2 separate regions of the Pan troglodytes genome follow, and region 1 is linked to region 2. Evidence: chromatin contacts called from public HiChIP or PLAC-seq data. All regions are on one chromosome and are shown on one strand. Each heading gives the region's core, a stretch centred on a gene start, on an enhancer-like site or on the middle of the called end of the contact. The rest is flanking DNA. Distances are from core to core; before and after follow the strand shown. Region 1 holds the start of FOXD1 (forkhead box D1). Region 2 holds the start of BTF3 (basic transcription factor 3).

What was found. HiChIP or PLAC-seq counts read pairs in DNA pulled down with a chosen protein or histone mark.
Region 1: a contact with region 2 is called in an H3K4me3 HiChIP or PLAC-seq map of stem cell-derived excitatory neurons, with 3 times the contacts expected there. The contact joins the promoter of FOXD1 here to the promoter of BTF3 in region 2. A contact is called at or near these places in 1 of 7 Hi-C or Micro-C datasets (induced pluripotent stem cells) and 1 of 1 datasets of contacts at active chromatin or transcription factors (stem cell-derived excitatory neurons).

The regions. Positions count from the first base shown.
Region 1 is chr4:42,604,602-42,608,348 of NHGRI_mPanTro3-v2.0_pri, forward strand. It overlaps FOXD1 (forkhead box D1), which reads left to right and starts at 1,632. Exons shown (of 2, transcript XM_016953158.4): 1 at 1,632-3,509. The coding sequence starts at 2,069. The coding sequence ends at 3,478.
Region 2 is chr4:42,554,834-42,558,619 of NHGRI_mPanTro3-v2.0_pri, forward strand. It overlaps BTF3 (basic transcription factor 3), which reads right to left and starts at 2,029. Exons shown (of 6, transcript XM_001152428.8): 1 at 1,842-2,029; 2 at 1,198-1,266. The coding sequence starts at 1,266.

The DNA.
Region 1 (3,747 bases), core at 382-2,881, 49 kb after region 2:
CTCAGCAACAAAAACTCGATTTTAATAGAGGTCTTTAGATGGGGAAACAGTTTATTTTTGAGGCTCTGTGATTGACAGCGGTAGTAATGACACGTTTCAGAATGTGAAAAGTACTTGGTCGATAAAATGATATACACAAGGGCAGCTGATGGCTGTTCCTACAGAACGCCATTGAATTTTGATTCTTAGTTCTTGTCAAGGGGTCATTTTAATCAGAAAGTTAAACTTTTGGGACAAGCTCCCCTCTTTGAAATAGAAGCATTTTAGGAAATGCACAAATAAGTGAATGTGAATTCAACAAACTATTAGGATTTTTCCACTAGCCAAAATAGCTCGTTTGAGTTGGTGATAAAGATAGGTATATTTTTTAAAGCATCATATCTTAATTATTTCCACTATCTTGTCACCCGAAAAGAAAACTGAATTGAGCGGAACTTTAATCTCATAAAAAAATTTTCATCTCACCAGAAAGGATTAACAATATTTAAGGATTTTCCAAAAACACATTTTTAAAAAGTTTATCTTAAAGTCATCTATCATTATAGTTTCTATTAATAAGCCTCAGTAGAAATATGTATATGTTATGTAAGTATTTTGAGATTACTATGAAAAGTGCTGACTAGAATGTTCCTCCTACTGAGAACTATATAGCCCCATTATGAACGAACTTCTGTTTTTTTTTTTTTTTTGAGGCGGAGTTTCGCTCTTGTTGCCCAGGCTGGAGTGCAGTGGCACGATCTCGGCTCACTGCAACCTCCGCATCCCGGGTCCAAGCGATTCTCCTGCCTCGGCCTCCCGAGTAGCTGGGATTACAGGCGCCGCCTACTAATTTTTTTCTATTTTTAGTAGTGACGGGGTTTCACCATGTTGGCCAGGCTGGTCGAACTTTCTAGTAGTTTCTAGGTGCAATTTTTGTGCGTGTATTTGGGTTTTCACTAAAATTTTCAATTTCTTCTCCGAATTCAATTATTACGTTCTTTATTCCCATGACATTTGTCAGATCGTCTCATTAGAGTGGCTTAGTTTAACTGTCAAGTCTCTAGGGCATTCAATCGCAGAGAAGTGAGTAAAACGCCAGTCTCACAGCGTTTTTATTAACAGATGGCGGAAAACAAACGTCTTTGGAGTAAAACCGAAGAGAATGGGTTAAAGGGTCAATAAACAATTATTGCCGTGCTTAAATTGGGGGGCTTCGCATCAGATCCAATGGGGGGCCGCTCGCCCGATCTGGAGGGGCTGGACACCCCCAACCGACCCCAGAGCGTCCCCCAGGGGCCACCTCAGAGGATGGGGTGGTTATCCCCCGGCTGGAAGGCTCCTACAGGCTGTCGAGGGGTCAAACCAGAGTGTCGCGGGTGTGCTTCTGAGGTTAGGGTGGAGGACTAATTGAGGAGGCTGGGAAGTCTAACTCGTGCAGCGGCCCTCGGTGCAGACAGCCGCGTAATTCGGGCATCAGCCTCTTTGGCAAGAAATAGTGAGGTCCCCTCTCCTCCCCACTCTTCTCAGCTGCTGCCTCCCTCCTACGGGTGAATTTTCTCTCCCGAGAAGGGCTGATTTCCTAGGCTTGCTTTCCTTCCCTCGGCAGCGCTCTGACGTGCACACCATGTGACAGGCCCCCTTCTGCTATAAGCCGAGGAAGGTCCGCCCTCTCCTGGACTCAGCCCTGGCCTCGCCGAGCTCTGTTCTTAGACTCTCACCCGTCCCGCACGTTCCTGGGCGCCTGGCGTTCTGATTCGCCCGCCCGGGCCCCGCCACCCCCTCCTCAACCGACGGGGCAAAAGCTGCTCCGAGAGAAGAAGGTCAAGTCCTCCGCCCGGGCCGGGCGCGAGCGGAGCCCAGGGAGCGCAGCATCCGCGCGGCTACCGCGGCGGCGCAGGAGTTACAAAGTCGGCGCGCGAGACTCCGCCGCCACCCGGCAGCCCCGGCGCAGCTCCGGCAGCCGCAGTCGCAGCGCCCCCAGCGTGGCGCCCCCCGGCCGGGCCTGCCGCCCGGGACCCGGGCTGGGGCGCAGAGGGAGCCCGAAGCCCGGCGCCCCCATGCGCCGCCCCGCCGCCGCCGCGCCACAGCTATGACCCTGAGCACTGAGATGTCCGATGCCTCTGGCCTCGCCGAGGAAACAGACATCGACGTGGTGGGGGAGGGCGAGGACGAAGAAGACGAGGAAGAGGAGGACGACGACGAGGGCGGCGGTGGCGGGCCCCGGCTGGCTGTCTCCGCGCAGCGGCGGCGGCGGCGCTCGTACGCCGGGGAGGACGAGCTGGAGGATCTAGAGGAGGAGGAGGACGACGATGACATCCTGCTGGCCCCGCCTGCTGGGGGCTCCCCGGCGCCCCCGGGCCCGGCCCCGGCGGCGGGGGCAGGAGCCGGTGGGGGCGGCGGCGGCGGCGGCGCGGGCGGCGGCGGCAGCGGCGGCGGCGGGAGCGCGGGTAGCGGCGCCAAGAACCCGCTGGTGAAGCCGCCCTACTCGTATATCGCGCTCATCACTATGGCCATCCTGCAGAGCCCCAAGAAGCGGCTGACGCTGAGCGAGATCTGTGAGTTCATCAGCGGCCGCTTCCCCTACTACCGGGAGAAGTTCCCCGCCTGGCAGAACAGCATCCGCCACAACCTCTCGCTCAACGACTGCTTCGTCAAGATCCCCCGCGAGCCCGGCAACCCGGGCAAGGGCAACTACTGGACGCTGGACCCGGAGTCCGCCGACATGTTCGACAACGGCAGCTTCCTGCGCCGGAGGAAGCGCTTCAAGCGGCAGCCGCTGCTCCCACCCAACGCCGCGGCCGCCGAGTCTCTGCTGCTGCGCGGCGCGGGAGCCGCAGGGGGCGCGGGCGACCCGGCAGCCGCCGCCGCGCTCTTCCCGCCCGCGCCCCCGCCGCCCCCGCATGCCTACGGCTACGGCCCCTACGGCTGCGGCTACGGCCTGCAGCTGCCGCCTTACGCGCCTCCCTCGGCCCTCTTCGCCGCCGCAGCGGCCGCCGCCGCCGCCGCCGCCTTCCACCCGCACTCGCCCCCGCCGCCCCCGCCACCGCACGGCGCGGCCGCCGAGCTGGCCCGGACCGCCTTCGGCTACCGGCCACACCCGCTCGGCGCCGCCCTGCCCGGCCCCCTGCCGGCCTCCGCGGCCAAGGCGGGCGGCCCGGGCGCCTCAGCGCTGGCGCGCTCGCCCTTCTCCATCGAGAGCATCATCGGGGGCAGCTTGGGCCCGGCCGCCGCTGCCGCCGCCGCCGCGCAGGCCGCCGCCGCCGCTCAGGCCTCGCCCTCGCCCTCGCCGGTGGCGGCGCCGCCAGCTCCCGGATCCAGCGGAGGAGGCTGCGCGGCGCAGGCGGCCGTGGGCCCGGCGGCGGCGCTCACCCGATCCCTCGTGGCCGCCGCGGCCGCCGCCGCCTCCTCAGTCTCCTCGTCCGCCGCCTTGGGGACTCTGCACCAAGGGACTGCCCTGTCCAGTGTCGAGAACTTCACTGCTAGGATTTCCAATTGTTAATAACGCTATGTTAGCGCGCTCGAGGAAGAAGGTAGGAATCCCGGCTCCTTTTCTCGTCTTGGTGGTTCGGTGTTTTGTTCGCTCCTCCAGGCGCGGCCCCTCTCGACCTCGCGCGCCCATTTTCGCCGCTGCGAATTCTCGGACAAAACTGTCAACAGCCCGGGCGCGCTTTTTGGCTCTGCGGGTCCCTCTATTTATGCAAAGCCGACCTATGCTACAGCCCCCCAACCCCCGACCTGGGGTAGGGAGGAAGAGGGTGCCGGGGAAGG
Region 2 (3,786 bases), core at 779-3,278:
ATAAGCACATTATTCAAATTACTCCTTCTGAAACTGTACTGAAAGTAAGAGTGGTTAAAAACACCAATATAAGAGCATCCAAACACTGAGACACAAAAAATTTGAGTTTGGCTGGCACTTGAAGGCCACAGTCTGATAACAATTGATTAAAGAGGACAAGAAACATCCAATGCTGTTAAATGTGTGGGTGTGGATCCTGAAGACGGCTAACGTTAACAAAAATAAAAAGTAAAAAAAAAATCAGAATAAATTCACCGCTGGCAAAGTTCAGTAATTTAACAAAGCTGTATATTACTATTTAAGTCTAAGTGCAACTTCTGGCTATCTCACAGCTAACTCTAAGTTAAACGCTTAAAGTTGGGAAAAACTAAAAGGTAATAAACATGTACCATGGAAGCTTTACAAGTTTTACCAAGTAAAGACATGCTCTGTTTCAACAAGCTACCACACCTTGTTAAATACTAAGAATGTGCTAACAATACAAACTAGGTAGACCTCTGTCTACAGTGGACTTCTTATTAATTACAGGACAATCTAAAAATCAGCTTCAAAAAAGAATCCCCTTGATGTGAATCAGTATCCACCAGGAAAAAAACAATTAATCAAAAACTGATCATTTAAAAAGCAGTCACTTTAATTCCCTCATTTTTACAGTAATACAAAGTCAGAACAGGAAAGATATCTACTTGGGTTATATTTTCAAATCTAATAGTCACTGCTCTTAAACTCCAAAATGTACCCGTATCTTCAAATACCCTTGAAATATGCAACTACCCTAAAGAATATTTAGTTCAGAAAGCGGTACAGAAAGGTCTCAATTTACAAGAGAGACAAACAAGCACTGACTTTATACAACTCAGGCCAAAACAAGTCAAGGGTATGATGTGCACAACGATCTAACTGAAATGACACATTTTCCTTACTAATTAAATTAGGAAACACTTTTGTTCTACTTATACTCTGTAACACTGAAAACACAAACATGTTTACACAAAGGCGATGTTTTTAGCTCGTCTCACTGATGTGTCTCCAACCCTCGTCTCCCCCGCTCCTCGAGATTTGCTAGCTCCGTGCATTTCCCTCGATAGGCAAAGTTTGTCACCGATAATATAAGAAGCGCAAAAGGAATATGTTTTTTAAAATACCTAAACCTTAAAAAAAAAAAAAAACCCACAAACCCGAACTATTAAAACTTACTTTCCCACCAATGCGCACTTGTGCCTGCAGTTTGGCGAGTTTTTCCTGGTTCATGATTGTTTCTTTCATCTAGAAAAAGAGGAAATCCTCAGCAAGGACAGGTTTAGCTCACTCTAGCATTCCATGCTCGTTATTTCCCAAGATACCAGCAGGAAAATAAACGTCCTACACAGGCCGAAACCTGGATCCCAAATCCACCCCGCAAAGCTCCAAATTTGGGTTTCCAGGGAGCCCAAAGAGCACCCGCCTCCCCACCACTCCCCCACAGCTCCCCGCTCTTGGCAGGCCCGGATGAAGGGCTCTACCCCACGCCTGGCCAACACCCCCCACCCCTGGCCCTGGCCTGGCCTCGGCCTAGCCAGGGCCTGCCCGGCCCGGCCACTCTGCGCAAGCCTCGCGGTACCTGAGGCTCCTGTCCTCGGGTTCCGCCGCGAGGTGGAGGTTGAGACAGCGTCGCCTCGCCCCCAGGGCAGCCGCCCCTGGCTCGACCTCGCCCCCGAGAGTCAGCCTGAGCGGGTGCGCCTGTCCGTCGCATCGCCTTCCTCTCCTCCTCTGCCCTGTCCCTCCCTGTCTCGCTCCTTCAGGGAACTTCCCGCCCCCGCTCCCGTCCTCCTACCACGCCGCCGTCCAGAGCCTTTTTGTACCTTGTCGGAGCGAATAAGGGGCCGCGCGGGGGACTAGGGTTGGTGCTCAAGGGGTCTCGGGTGGACCACCTGAGATTAGGCGCACACACGCGGGGACGCAAGATGGCAGCTAAAGGGAGGCCGGAAGTGACACAAGGCCACTTCCTCCAAGAGTCAGGAAACTGACTTCGCCGCGAACTCGGTTCCTCCCTGCGCACGCGCGACAGTGTTTGTGATGGTCCAGCGAGTCCCTATTCTCCTCCTCCTGCTCCAGCGGCTGCCGTCTGTAGGCCCTACGAGAGACTACCGGCTTGGGGCGCAGCCCGTACCTCTGGGAGAGGCCACAAAGGGGTCGGAGAGCGCGGTCCTGTGCACAGTTAGGGTCAAGTCCGCTCAGTCTCCATTGGGCCCTGATCCTGAAGTTCTGTACCCTCCGAAGAAAGGGCCTATTCACGTTTCCTGGAGACGCCGGAGGTGCCCAGCTTGTGCTCACCACTCAAGCAGCTCTCCCCTTGCTGGAGGTGTGGGTTGGAGAATTGTAGAATTTCCCTCTCGGCCCGAATGAGCCATTACCAAAGCATTTTGTCAAAAATAGTGAAGTTAGTTTGGCCTTCCAAGGTCAGGTGGTGTGGTAGATTGCGGGACCGAGGTTCAGAATTTCTGGGGGCTGTATCCCCGAGCCCCACTCCTCAGAATGCAACTCTGTACGACGAAGGAACTGGGTAATCCGCATTTCAGCCAATTTAGCAGATGACTAACCACCTTAAAACGGTCCACACAATTATCTTGTTTATCAGGCAAAAAAATTGACTCCTAGGTACCGAATTGGCATGGATTTGACAATTAGCGATTCACGGTTAAGCAGACTTTATCTATCTTAATCCAATCAAAGGAGAATTTCTGCCAGCTGTGTTTGGAGAGACAACGCGTGGATGTGAGTTAAACTTTGTTAAACCCAGGACAAGCTTTAAGATAAAACGACTGATATTTAAAATGGCAATTTAAATAAAAATGTTCTCTGATCAGGCTTTTTGTGGTCTTAACCATGAAATGTCTTTGCATATTCAAAAGTGAGTCCGAAATCTTAGAATGCAAGGTATATAGCAAGAAAACTTGTGTAAATGCAGACTCCTCTCCAGTTATGATCAATGTTTAAACTTTTTGAATACTTTTTACATAGAAGTTTGTTGAAACTGATGTCTCAACGTAACTGGTGAGGACAGCTGTATTGCCTTTTAGAATAATTGTTACAGTTATATTTACAAAAAACAATGTTGCTTCAGTTAAATATGAGTGAAGTTTTAGTACAGGAAAGGGTGTTTGTAGTTAGGCTTATGTGGGTTACCTTACTAATGACAAAGGCCAAAATGGCACTACCAACATTATGCTGTGCTCTGGAGATATTAACAAAATATATAGAAAGACTCCCCCTTTTGGAAGAAATGTGTATCTTTGTCCAGGAACAGTTTTTTTCCTCTCCTCCATGTTATATTGGAGGCATTTGAAACTTCCTAGTCACGCGATGTTTTCTGAGCTTTTATAGGGACAAGATTATATGTATGTAACCTGCCACCTGACTTTTTTTTCTTTTTCTTTGCCTTCCCTCTCCTCTGCCCTTTTAATACACCTGTTTTCAGGAAATATTGTGAGCTACTTTTATTTATTTATTTCTACTTTTTGAAACCAGGGATGCTGCTAATTTTATTTTTATAATTTTTTTAAAAAATATAAAACTTTTAAAAAATTAAAAGAGATGGGGTCTCACTTTGTTGCTTAGGCTGGGCTCAAACTCCTGCGCTCAAAGGATCCTTCAGTCTCAGCCACTTGAGAAGCTGAAACTACAGGTGTGCACCACTTTCCCTGGCTTATGACTTTTTAATTTTCCCCTCGTTCCTACTTTTTTCTCCTGTTCTTTCATGAATTTAAAAGTTTGCCGCGTGTTGAAAATATAAAAGATTACTTAATA